2 separate regions of the Mus musculus genome follow, and region 1 is linked to region 2. Evidence: chromatin contacts called from public Hi-C data. All regions are on one chromosome and are shown on one strand. The core of a region is the stretch at or near the end of the contact, and the rest is flanking DNA. Distances in the headings are between cores, read along the strand shown.

Region 1 (3,866 bases), core at 1,139-3,638, 130 kb after region 2:
ATTTCTGTTTTAGGTGAGGAAAGTGTTTTAGTAACTTAGTAACCATTCTTTTTTGGTCTTGCTTTTTCTTTTCTTTCTTTTTTTCCCCACATTTTTTCTATTAGATTTTCTTCATTTACATTTCAAATGCTATCCCAAAAGTCCCCTATACCCTCCCCCTGCCCTGCTCCCCTACCCACTCACTCCCACTTCTTGGCCCTGGCATTCCCCTGTACTGGGGCAAATAAAGTTTGCAAGACCAAGGGGCCACTTTTCCCAGTGATGGCCGACTAGGCCATCTTCTGCTACATATGCAGCTAGAGACACGAGCTCCGGGGGTACTGGCTAGTTCATATTGTTAAGAACCTTTTCTTTGATCCTTACATATTTCCAGTAAACAGAAATACACAAAGCAGGGAATCTGTTGGTAGCACCATAATTCTAAGTGCCTTTAAGAATAACTTTAGGGGGGGCTGGTGAGATGGCTCAGTGGGTAAGAGCACCCGACTGCTCTTCCGAAGGTCCAGAGTTCAAATCCCAGCAACCACATGGTGGCTCACAACCATCTGTAATGAGATCTGACTTCCTCTTCTGGAGTGTCTGAAGACAGCTACAGTGTACTTACATATAATAAATAAATAAATCTTTAAAAAAAAAAAGAATAACTTTAGGATGAGAAACGGAAGTTCTGTATTCAGTCACCAGCACTACAGGATGCAGGAATTTAATTCTATAGCCCTAGCAGGTTATACTTTTTGAAAAGAGCTACAGAGGAGCATTGAGGTATGCTTAAGGAAGGCAGTATTGCCATGATAGTATTTGCATTGTAAATTTGAAGCTAATATATATATTGTGGAAAACTGACTATTTCTTCTAGCAAGTAATTTTTTTTTTTTCTGAGACAAGATTTCTCTGTGTAGCTTTGGCTGTCTTAGAACTCCCTCTGCAGACCAGGCTGGCCTCAAACTTAGAGATCCACCTGCCTCTGCCACCTGAGTGCTGGGATTAAAGGCGTGCACCATTATCATTCAGCTGCCTTGCATAGGGTAGGATGGGGTGCGATGACTGAATTAGACTCCACACAGGGCAGAAGTGTAGGAAAATATCATAGCAGTGAGACAGTATGTCAGGTTCTGTGGCATAGAAAAGGCCAACTTAGGCTTGCATGAGCCAACCTCACAGTCTCCTATAAGATGCACTTCAAACCCTGTTTTAAGGGTTCTCCTATAGCTGTCCCACTTTTCTTTCTGGCCATCTCAATTCTGCCCTCCAGATATGTAGCTATGCCATGTAAACACAGCTGTCTCATATTTTTGTTTGTAAGCCCAGCCTTTAATGGATGAGCCATCTCTCCAGCCCCATAGCTGTCTTTTACTTGTCCCCTGCCTTAGCTCATTTCATCTGAACTTTTAAGACCTTACTCCTTGCCAGCAAAGAAGAGGAATTAAGAATTAGAAGATGGATAGCAGAAGAGAAGGGATAATAGTAATAGTAATAATAATAATAAAATAATAAAATTCAATGGTTGGGTCTGGGAATCTAATCAGCAAATTATAAATCGGTTAACATAAGAAAATATATGTCTATTTCCTACACAGTGAAACTCTTCAAAAGATAAATTGTTCATGAAAAGGAACTTCTATTATTGTATCCCATCTGTAGGTACAAAGATGGAGGATCATAACAGGAAAAGAAAATCGTGGCTGACACGAACATCCATTAGCAAAGATACATGATTTCATCAAAGCAGTTCTTACACTGAATCCCATTTACCCATGAAGAACACATATACTCATGTGGGAAAGCAGTGCTCACACGGGTGAGTTCAGGGTAAGAGTGAAGAAAATGTTTGCCCTGGCTTCAGTGGGCAACAGACAACTTCAAGTAGATGGTGTCAAGCAGCATTTGCCCTCGTTTTTTCATTATATAAAAAGATGGGAAGCAGATGGCCCGCTTCAGTTATTTATAGTTTGTGTTAAAACTTGTTACAGACAGTTTGGATCATGATTGAGAAATCTTCCCATCTTGGAGCTAAAACATACCATGGGTAATTTCTTGGAAGGTGTTAGAAGGCAGCTGAGGGTTATAATCACACTTCCTACTTCTGTACAGAAAAAGGAGAACAACCAGAGTCCCCTGAACACAAGATGACTAGAACACAGTATCTCCACACAGCTCAGAAAGCAAAAACACCATATTGGATAGAACTTTTCTGGATACCTTGGCCCATGCTTAGCCAGCAGCTTTCTTCTTCTTCTTCTTTTTTTTTTTTTTTTACTGTGTTTTGTTGCGATATTCATTTGGTTTGATTTTGAGATAGGGTCTCACTTTGTAGCATCTGTTAACCTAGAACTCAGACTGTAGCCAAAGCTACACTCAAGCTCTCAGCTAGCTTGTCTCAGTTTCCAAAGTGGTGGTCTTACAGCTGTGACATGTTGGGTGCTTCAGTATGTTTTGGTTTGTAAGGGAAAGGGGTACTTTCAAAGTAGCCACCGTAAAAGAAGCGAGATAAGAGATTCCTGGAAGTCTTAGAGAACCCTCCTGAGATATTTCCAGTCTGTAGGCAGGGAGACAAGATCTGGCTGGCTGGCTCTGATATGAAAAGGGGAAGTGAGAAGCTTTAGCTATCAGGGCAAACTCTCACAAGGCTTTACAATTTCTGCATGCGGCTCCCTACTTCCCCAGACTCTCTTATACCTCTTCCTCTGACTCATTCTGAACATGGAAAACATAGTCATGACCCCCCACAGACATTCCAAAACAGGGACTATCGCTGCCCTCCTCCCTGGCTTGTGTGATGCAACTTGCTTTTTCAAAAGGAAATGTCTTGATTGGGGCCAACCAGTCAATGTATAAGCTAGCATCCCCTCAGGTAGGTTTTCTGACCAAGTCTGCTTCCAGGATGGAGGGATGCTGGAGGATGCAGAGGTGAAGGACATGTTCTGAGTACAGAGTGAGCACACTTTTAAGAGCATGGACAACGTTGTTAATAGCTGACCAGGTTAGCGGCTACACATTGCTCCCATTCCAAGGACTGTGGCTGGAGTAGACTCTCTAGAAGAAATGGACAGAGACAAGCAAAGAGATGCAACCAGTGTATTCCTTTTATATATTCTGTTCAATTGTCTTTTAAAAAATGCACAAATAGGGGAGGGAGGGAGGGCATGGGGGACTTTTGGGCTAGCATTGGAAATGTAATTGGGGAAATACGTAATAGAAAAATTAAAAAAAAATCTGAAGCTCCAAAAAATGCACAAATATATTTTCATTTATGAATAATGGCTTGTCACACATACAACTGTAGAAGTAACCAATAACTAGAGGGAAGAGACCCAATCACAGCCAGTTCACGTATGTGGGGGTCTTCCATTACCAGGTCATACCACATGTCCTCTAGCTACATCCACTCCAGTAGTGACTCGTGTGACAGGCCTAGAAACCTGGAAGCAGTCCTGAGGCAGAGTTTCACGGAAACTTAAACTCCTGGAACCTTAGCATCCCAATAGCACATATACTCAAAACCTGTCCCCGAGTTAGTCTGATGTATGGACCGTGTGCTCTGTTTCAGTATTGTTTTATTATAAGTGCCTTTTAGGATTGATTTTGACATATAGCTAAGTGATTAAGCCTCCACCAGTGTTCCAATGTCTGGGAAGTTCCTGAAGCTGACCCTGAGCTTGGAATTCATTAAAAATGTTACCTATTCAGTAACATTCAAATTTACCTCTAGTAGAGACAGTGAAAATAATCAGGCATTACAATTTACTTGAATAAAAGCTAGAAAGCTCAGGGCTAGTCTACATAGTAATTGCTTAGAATGATAGCCGAGTCACATCCACACACAGGAATAAACAATGGCCTAGGAAATAGGTGGGTTGTGGTTTCAA
Region 2 (3,578 bases), core at 439-2,938:
AAAGTGGAGGAGTGGATGGGGGAGGGAGGGAAAGAACTGAGAGAAGAGAAAGTTGATCAAGATATAAAGTAGTTAGTTAGTTAAGTAATTTAAAAAATAAGATTCTGGGGCTGGAAGGTAGGTCAGCACTTAAAAGAACTAACTGCAATTCCAGATTACCCAAGTTCTATTCCCAGCACCCACACATCAGCTCACAACTGCCTCTAACTCAAGTTCTAGGGGATTTGATGCCGTCTTCTGGCCTCTTATGGCACCAGGCATGTATATGGTGCACAGACATGCATGCAGGCCAAAAAAAAAAAAAAACTTGCCCACACACATAAAATAATAAAATAAATTGTTTTTAAAGAATGAAGTTGTTCTACAGTAGGTGACAGCTAACTTAAGAAACTCATAACTAGTCAACATGCTACAAGATTATGACTGTTGAGACCCAACCCTATACAGGACACCTGTACCGTCCTCCCTGAAAGCTCAGGCAACCTTGGAGAAGAGAAGGCAGAGAGAATTTAAAGGGGTGGGAAGCTGAAAAGTGCTGTGTCCGAGACATAGCATGGCTGCAGCACTCAGGAAATCACATCAGCCGTGTTTGCCTACAGAAGACCAGACATACAACATTCAGTCACGGGTGGGGCGGAAACTGTGAGATACTACCCTACTCGTCCCTGAGAAGTCACTGGAACATCATCACTGCTATCGTAGGAGGGAGAACCATTGTCTTCAGTGGTGTAGCCATGGGCTAGGTGCCCGTGCTCCAGTAAACAAGCCAAAGTCATGCTCGCATGAGCAACGCTAAACAGAAGAGGCTGCAAAAAACTAGGACATGAAACTAGGAGGGTGTGGACTGGATGGGGACCAGGCGTAGGAAGGGAATAACAACGCAATGCGGGCATTCACAATCCAAACATTTTACACATGTATGAAATTGTCAAAGAACTTTTATTTTTACAAAAAGCATAAAGTCTGTACTAAAATAAAATAGCAAACAATAAAAGGAATAAAGTACTGAAGGGTGTGAAACTTACCAAATAGATTTCCTAAACTTGCATCCATTTTAATTTCAAATACTTGAGAAATAACATAGAAGGTCAGTAAGAATACTGCCACGGCCACTACCAACTTTGCAGCTCCTGGAAAAAAGGCAGAAGCAACTCAGCATGGTTTTATAAGCCAACGAACATCACTTCTGCTACACAGATACTCCATTCTGGCAAAAGCATGAAGGCGAATACACTTCTATATTGTCATCCCCTAGATCTTAATGATACTGGGGTTACAACGACTCTACTGATACCCACCAAGTCAAGGGATTTTTTCCCAATCAACTCCCAGATGGAAGACCTGAGACGCCTGTCTAGGGGGATTTGGGGCGGTGCGCGAGGGGCGTGGGGGATAGGGAGTTATCTACCATCAGCAGCAGCTGGCTTACTACAGGAGTCCTGGTGAATAGAACACTGCCAAGTCTACAGGACTACTAATCCCTTCCAATCCCTAAAGAGCAATGCTCTCCAGGGATGATACAAAACCTTTCTGGAGATACCACGGCCAGGACACACAGGAAGTAAAGAGTTGGACGTGACATGTAGCAAGCTTACTGTCCTATCACCAACCAGAGAGCTACCTAACCCCACGAGAAACCGCAAACACTACCTTCCCCCTCTTGCTTAATACTTAGGTCAACACAGGACTTGTGGCCTGGAGGACAGGCTTGGATATCACAGTCATTGGCTGTGTGATAAGCTCTAGGAGCGCCTGCTCCTAGCTTTTGACTTTGTATCTTTAGGGCGTCAGACTACCTTATAATAACCACCCCTGCCACGTCTGCTTACTATGAATCATCTCTTACTCCTAGGAACCACGATGGAGCAAATCACAAAGTGCAAAGTAAAAAGGGTGGGGCTTCCCTCTCAACCTCTGGACTTCAGAGACAGGGCCTGTTTATTCAGAAACAGTTTCAATTTATTCGTGTCTTAACCAATCCCAATCGGTTGCTCATATTGATCTTTCAGGTTTAACCTCTATTGATGCGAAAGAGGTAGATGAAGTCTGCAGTTATCTAACCTTAAAGAGAAAAAAAAAAATCCCAGAGATGAAGAAATCCCCTAAGACTACCCAAAAGAATGGTCTGTATTCTAGGAGGGGAGGAGCAGGAAGGAACCGAAGACGTTTGGAAAGGCCACCCATCCAGAGCCTCCTCAGGACTATTTAGAGATGCTCTATTCATAGCTACGTGAGGCGATACTAGAAAAAAAATCTCAGTACCTGCCTCCTAATTTGGTTGTGAATCTAAAACTGCTCTAAATAAATAAATAAATAAATAAATAAATAAATAAATAAATTAGAAAAAAAAAAACCCAAGGCCTTAAAAAAAATCTATGAATTCAGGAATAACGAGGCACTGAGTAGGTTCACCACCTGCTTAATCCTTCTCTCCTCCACCTCAATTCTCCCTCCAAAGTCTGCTTCCTGCCTTTTAGAGCACCTACTAGCTGCCTATAGTTTCATATATGAGCAAGCAAAACTCCATTTGGTTTGGCCTGCCTTCTCATCAAAAGCATGCTCTCAACACATATATGCTCAACAGACGAATGACTACGGCAGACGAATGACTACGGCAGACGAATGACTACGGCAGACGAATGACTACGGCAGGCGGCACACACAGTTTTTGCCAAGTAAGGCGGGCGTGGAGTTGACAGATGCTAGGTGAAGGTGAGCACATGCTAGGTCACGTGTTCTTTTAGAGCAGTTTTAGATTCACAACCAAACTGGGAGGAAGGTACAGAGAGTTTTCTAGCATCCCCTCCCGTCTAGCTATGAATAGAGCATGCTAGGCTTGTACCTTATTTTCTAGCAGTCACGGGCATTTATAACAGAGGAGAAGCCCTCACTGTCTCTCTTCAGCAGATGGGTGAAACTTGCACTGTTCAAGGACGAACTTGCTCAGGGTCACATTAATGGGGGTGGTTTCATTTTTAAGATTTCCCTATCTTACTTTACACATCAGTGTTTCTGCCTGCATGTACACATGTGAATGTGTATTCCTGGTGCCAGTGGAAGTCAGAAGAAGGCGTCAGATTCCCTGAACTAGTTACAGACGGTTCAGAGTCACTGTGTGGGTGCTGGGAACGGAACCTTGTTCCTCTGCAGCAAGAGCATCAAATGCTCCTAGCCATCTCTCCAGCCCCAGCACTGAGTAGGGCAGGACCGGTTCCCTCACACTGGTCTGGAACAAGAAAGAGATGCTTCAAGACATAGAAAAGTAAGCAGAGACACCCACAGTTTCTACAGTGGTAGACTCCAGGAGCATGCTACAAAATAGTCTCTAGGGTTGGTCCCAACATTCAATGCTGGCCTTAGATTGGGCTTAAGATATCACAACCATAACTCCCATTCCTGACTCAGTGTGTCGTTCTGTCTTCCTTCCAGCCACTGATAGCACTGCTTTGAGTCTGTCCCCACATTTATAAACCAAAGATCATTACATCTCAGGCTATATGAGCATCTCAACGCAACCAGAAAGAATTTTCACTTAGAAGATATTAATTAGTTCACAGCAGTGAACTCCTAACTAACTG

The links. Hi-C and Micro-C count contacts between places; a contact is called where the count stands out from the background.
Region 1: a Hi-C map of the G1E-ER4 cell line shows a contact between it and region 2, with 2.3 times the contacts expected there. The contact joins two enhancer-like sites. A contact is called at or near these places in 1 of 15 datasets of contacts at CTCF or cohesin (the G1E-ER4 cell line), 28 of 484 Hi-C or Micro-C datasets (8-cell embryo, the C2C12 cell line, ECoMG-derived neutrophils and 18 more), 9 of 115 datasets of contacts at active chromatin or transcription factors (the 230-238 cell line, embryonic basal ganglia, embryonic stem cells and 4 more) and 4 of 9 other capture datasets (adipose tissue, embryonic stem cells, liver and 1 more).

The regions. Positions count from the first base shown.
Region 1 is chr6:22,472,178-22,476,043 of GRCm38.p6, forward strand. No RefSeq gene overlaps it. Among named protein-coding and RNA genes, the nearest start is that of Gm38773, 82 kb to the left of the region's middle. Within about 2 kb of position 2,389, at least 54 of the 459 cell types and tissues checked have an H3K27ac peak or open chromatin away from gene starts, as enhancers often do. A contact at or near this core is called in the G1E-ER4 cell line, where this site is marked.
Region 2 is chr6:22,338,248-22,341,825 of GRCm38.p6, forward strand. It overlaps Fam3c (family with sequence similarity 3, member C), which reads right to left. Exons shown (of 10, transcript NM_138587.4): 3 at 1,026-1,130. Among named protein-coding and RNA genes, the nearest start is that of Fam3c, 16 kb to the right of the region's middle. Within about 2 kb of position 1,689, at least 34 of the 459 cell types and tissues checked have an H3K27ac peak or open chromatin away from gene starts, as enhancers often do. A contact at or near this core is called in the G1E-ER4 cell line, where this site is marked.